2 separate regions of the Anser cygnoides genome follow, and region 2 is linked to region 1. A link is a contact called in public Hi-C data. All regions are on one chromosome and are shown on one strand. The core of a region is the stretch at or near the end of the contact, and the rest is flanking DNA. Distances in the headings are between cores, read along the strand shown.

Region 1 (2,700 bases), core at 150-2,649:
GAAATGGGATGATTTCCACTGGACAGCAGTGAGTGAAAATGTTAAGTGGAATTGTATTTTTTATATTACTTGTTAGAAAAGGAAGATGGGGTAAATGGTGTTTACTCAATCAGTCCTCAGGTATAACAGAGTACCCAGTTCCACTTAAGTCATGATAGCAGAGGTAAGAAGCAATTCTCCTGGTTCCTTGTGATTGTTTACCCATAAACCGCAAAGGTCTTTGGTGGTTGGTGTGTTATTTCTTGCTGCTTTTAACCCTGGAGCTAGATTCACCAAGCTGCTACTTGATCCCTTCTGTGAAGACTCCAAGATGAGGCCACTAAGATGATCAGAGGGCTGGAGCACCTCTCCTATGAAGAAAGGTTGAGGGAACTGGGCTTGTTTAGCTTGGAGAAGGCTCTGGGGGGACCTCATTGCAGCCTACCAGTACTTGAAGGGAGTGTATGAACAGGAGGGGAAATGCCTGTTTACATGTGTTGATAGTGATAGGACAAGGGGGAATTGTTTTAAACTAAGATGGGGAGATTTAGGTTAGAAATTAGGAGAGAGTTTTTCACTCAGAGGGTGGTGAGGCATTGGAACAGGTTGCCCAGAGAGGTTGTGGATGCCCCATCCCTGGAGGCATTCAGGGCCAGGCTGGATGCGGCTCTGGGCAGCCTGCTCTAGTGGTTGGCAACCCTACCCAGAGCAGGGGGGTTGAAACTAGATGATCTTTGAGGTCCTTTTCAACCCAGGCGATTCTATGATTTTGTAAATGAAAAAGTAAACTGCTAGGAGGTGAATGGCTGTTAATACCTGACATCTTGAAAGAAGTGAGGAGTTACTGGAACAAGGCAGAATGCTAAGTGGTCACACATGTGGGCGTGTCTTTACCTTTCCCCATGAGGTATCTGAGCGGATGCAGGGTCCCAGGTGACACTGTAGCTGGTGTGTCTAGTTAAACTTTAAATGGACAATTTGTCTAGCTGGCACAAAGGAGTCCTTCAGCTCAAGGGATTTAACCAAACTTCTGGCTTAATTAGGAAAAGATTAACTATGTCTATGTTTAAACATCTGAATCGTGGATAAAATATTTCCTCTGTTGCACAGCTCAAACGTACAATCCCTTTTGTGTACCACAGCAGGAACACTCAGTGGACCTTCACTCAGTGCACATACGACCAAAGACTAAGGGAAAGCGCCTCAGCCCCAAATAGAAGTGGACTTCTTTCTGTCTTATGTTTGCCTGTTTACTTCCCTTCAGGTGACATGCAGGCTCTTCTCTCGAGGCAGGCGCCTCTCCTCTACACGTCAGGCTGCTGGGCGCCGGTAACGGGCAGAGGAGGGCGGGGGCAGCCCTGAGAAGAGGGGGAAGAAGAAAGGCACAAGGCGCGGCGGGTGTCTGCCAGGAGGAGCAGGATTTTTGTCTGAGGAGGGGGAGGCACGTAACTCTCCGCCTGACTCCACGGGACCCCGAAACTGCTAAAAGTCAAGCTAATAGCCCACAAATACATTGAAAAAAACAACTGCAACCCAGAGAGAGCGCGGGGACAGCGTCGGGGCGGTGCGTTGCCGCCCAGCCGAGGGAAGAGGGGCGGCGAGCTGCTCCGTGAGGGACCGCTCCCTCCGCCCGCCATTACCGAACCCCCCCGTGGGCCAGTCCGGCCGGGGCAAACCCAACCACGGGAGCGGCGGGGGCCGCAGCCAGCCAGAGGGAGGAGGAGGAGCCGAGGGCGGGAGGGAGGAGGCAGCGCTGGCAGCCGTGCGGGGAGGGGGCACTCGGTGCCGCGGAGGAGGAGAAGGACTAAGATGGCCACCAGCCGCCGCGGGGAGCGGCCCTGCTCCCTCCGCCCCGCCTCGCTCGGCCCGGCCCGGCCTTGATGGGGCCGCGACGACCCCGGCCCCAGTGCGCTGCAGCGGTGCCTCCCGCCGGAGCCCGCTTGGGCCTCAGCGGGGGAGCCGCCCTCTGGGCCCGGCCCGCGGCCCGCCGCGCCGCGCCGTGAGCGAGATCAGCTGCGGAGACGAGCGGAGGGGCCGCCCGCTGCTCCCTCCCCGCCCCGGCGGGCAGGGCCGAGCCCCCCGCCGCCGCCCGGTGAGTGCCCGCCGCCGCCCGGGCCCCGCCGCTTTGTTGTGCCGCGGCCGGCCCCGGAGGGGCCCCCCGCCACCTGCCGGCTCGTTCGGCCCGGCCGCAGGCCGTGGCGGCCGCCCGCTCCCCGGGGATGCCGGGGCGCAGGTAGCCTCGGCCCCCGAGTGCTGCCGCTGCGCGGGCTGTGCCCCCTGCTCCCAGCCCCCGGCCCCTTTCCATTGCGTTTTTATTGCCGTGTTCCCTGCCCGCTGGGCGGAGGGAGGCGCGCGGGGGTCTCCGGCGGGGCCCCGGCCTGCGGGGCCCTGAAGGGAGCTCGACGGCGGCGCTGGGCCGCTCCGGCGGCCTTTGTTGTGCCGGGGGGCGGCGGGCCTTCCCCCTCGTTTTGTTTTAATTTATTTATCTGAAGACCGTCTCCGACCCCTGCACCCCGAGGTGCGACAGTCGGAGCCCCCGGCGGCCGGCTGTGGGTACCGGGGGGCTGTGAGGGGCTGAGGGGCCGGCTGCCCCCCTGCGCGTGGGGTTTGTTCACCCCTCGGGGAGATCCACATAACTGGTGCGGTTTGCCTGGAGCCCACTTGGTAACTTTGGGTGCCGAGTCCCCGCGTGGTGTTCACCTTGAAAGATTAGGACTGTGG
Region 2 (2,700 bases), core at 121-2,620, 200 kb after region 1:
AATGTCAAATTTTGAGTGATCTTCCGTTTTATTCCTGGATGTCTGCAATATCTCACCCTTATTTCACTATACTCGCGGGTGCTTAATAACTGGTTTACTTTCTTGACTTTTTCTTTTCTGCTGCCCTTGACTCACAGCAACAGTATGTTAACGTCCTATGGTGAAGCACAGCACGACAAAATTCAATGCCTGCCAACTTAGGAAACCCACGATCAGATTCACTTCTGTCAGCTAGAAAGGAGAACATGAAAAGCTAGCTATATTTAGACTTCCCAGTATCCACAGCATGAACTGGAAGATTATTCCAAAATACGGAGCTAATTAATGTATTTGTTTCCATCAAACGGATCTCTCAAAAGCCCTTTTTCTCCAGGCAAGTACAAACAGCAATGGCTGTTTGGCTTTTCAACTGTCTCTGCAAGCAAGGAATAGGAAACCGAGCCGTAACTGCCGTGATGTAAATAGCTGGCTTTCAGCTGACGGAGCACGGTCTGTACTTTCCTAGCGGACAGGCTGCCAAACACTGAGCAAGCCTACCGGGGACAAACAAGACGAAGGCATTGTAAAAGGCAGCGCTGGTACCACAGCCCAAGTGCATGTGGGGGGGCTGTAGATGCTCCATCTGATCCTGATAGTCTGCGCCTATTTAACCTACAAAAATAGTTATTATAGGTAGCTAACAACATGCAGTAATTGCAGTTAATGATTAAGCCATAGTTCAAGCTGTATGGTGCCCCCTTGGCAGAGTGGCAGCTCCACGGCAGATGGAAAGTCTCCATGCCGAGCGGGGGGCGGAACCACCGCAAGCCAAGAAGGAGGAAGGCACGCGGGGCTCCGCACCGCACTGCATGCGTGCAAACGGAACGCGAAACCCCCGGCGCGCCCGAGCGGCTGAACCAGGGCAGCTGCCCCTGCCGCCCCCACCGAGCCGCGCCTCACCGCTCTCCTCCTCCTCCTCCTCCCGTGCCCGGCAGCCGGCGGCGACGAGCGACGGCTCCGCCAGGCACCGCAGGACGCAGGGTGCCGCTCCCCACCGTCTTCCCCGAGGCCGCCGGGCCCAGCAGCCCGGCCCCCCTCAGCCCGGCCCCTCGCCGGCCCCAATGGCAGCGGCGGCTGTGGCCGAGCCCCCCCCGCCGCCCACACCCCGCCCGCGTCAGCGCCGGGCGCGCGGCCCAGGCAGGGCTGCGAGCAGCTGAAGGAGATCGGAACAGAAGCACGGGGAGGGAGAAACCGTGTCGTTTTGGCGTCCTCTGGGCGCCCGGCTCTCGGTCCGGCACGCCGTGTTCCTGCGGGGGGTGTGGCATCCCTGGCGTGCTGCTGAGGCAGAAGGCAGGCGTGCGGGGCCGGGGCGGCGGCGGGACGGCTTCAGCGGGCCGCGGGCTGCTCGCAGCGCTGCCTCTACCGCGGGTGTCCTGCCTAGGGGAACACGCGGCAGCTGCGCATCAGCCGCCGCAGGACTCGCCTCCGTCCATCTTGGGCAGCTTGCTTCTGGTCTGGTAAAGCTCAGAAATAAAATCCTACGTCTAAACACCGTGTAGGTTCTGGGAAGGTCAGACTAAAAAACACGATTTAGACAGCAGTTTATTAAAGCAAAGGTCGCGTTTCTGTACGTAGCAATCCCATCTTTTCTGAAAAGATCACTAGTAAACAAATCGTTGTTTTGCCTACTTGAAACTTTAGATGTTTTTTGACTTTTCAGGCAGCTTATTGGGAAACTGAAGTAGATTATTGCGGTGCTTTTCTGCCCTATTCTTACCTACAGGATAAAGCAAGTTAGGATAGGATGCTCCTAGCTGCTTGCATTCTGCTTTTGGCATTCTCCATTCATAGCGTGTGAGCGGTGTAAGCTGAATTTGCCCTGAAACTTGGTACATTGTGAAGCATTAGAAGTTAGGGGCTGCAGTGCTTGAAAATAGTGCTGTATGTGGATCATGGCATGTATGTGCCATGTATGCATGTATGTGGTTTCATGGCATGAGGCATGCACATTGAAAAGCCACGCTGCTTGGCTTGCACACAGTGCCTTGCTGTCCTGCAGCTGTGGGCACACGGGAAGCTTGCAGCTACCTGCCGTGCTTGCCACTGCAGTGGGGTGCGGGGCTTTTTTCTTCCTCAGGCTCCAATGCACCCCAGCTCAAAGGGAAAGAAAGTGATTGCAGTTGCTTTTATAGAGCTTTTATAGATTGCAGTTGCTTTTATAGAGCTATCAAGTGCGGCTCTTAACTGAGCACAGCTTTTATTCCTTTCTGGTCCTTGACCTGTGGCATCTGGGGCATTGGATATCTTACCCTCCAGTCTCCTCCTGAATGTTTAGGATCAGCAGGAATATAAAGTTCTGAGTGGGGTTACTGGTGGAGAATCATTTGCAGAGTCATTAATGCAAAGAAGCACCACTTCAGTCCTACTCCGCTGCTTTACAGTTATTTATTTTTTCTGGTTTAGATTGCTGTTCCTATTTGCCATGGACATCTGGGATTTAAGTCCACTTCAGCAGAACGGACTTGAGGATCTTAAAAGGAACGTTATTCAGGTGAAAAACACTTCACAGCGAGGGCATTCCCCTATCATTTGACACCGTCTGGCTGCGAGCCTGACTGGAAGCCCACTGGAAGCCCACGTCACGCTGGCATCTTGGGGTTAGACCGCTCCCTCCCTGCTCCTGGCTGCAAGGTCCAAGCTTGTTCTTGCTGCTGCAGACAC

Evidence for each region. A called contact is a pair of places that touch in the nucleus more often than the background predicts.
Region 2: a contact with region 1 is called in a Hi-C map of liver, with 1.6 times the contacts expected there. The contact joins the promoter of PPM1K here to the promoter of WDFY3 in region 1. A contact is called at or near these places in 2 of 7 Hi-C or Micro-C datasets (granulosa cells and liver).

What each region holds. Positions count from the first base shown.
Region 1 is chr4:80,681,115-80,683,814 of Taihu_goose_T2T_genome, forward strand. WDFY3 (WD repeat and FYVE domain containing 3) reads left to right here and starts at 1,400. Exons shown (of 66, transcript XM_066996496.1): 1 at 1,400-2,071.
Region 2 is chr4:80,879,342-80,882,041 of Taihu_goose_T2T_genome, forward strand. PPM1K (protein phosphatase, Mg2+/Mn2+ dependent 1K) reads right to left here and starts at 1,371. Exons shown (of 7, transcript XM_066996502.1): 1 at 1,232-1,371. It overlaps LOC106048172 (a long non-coding RNA gene), which reads left to right. Exons shown (of 4, transcript XR_010831320.1): 3 at 1-1,496; 4 at 2,443-2,700.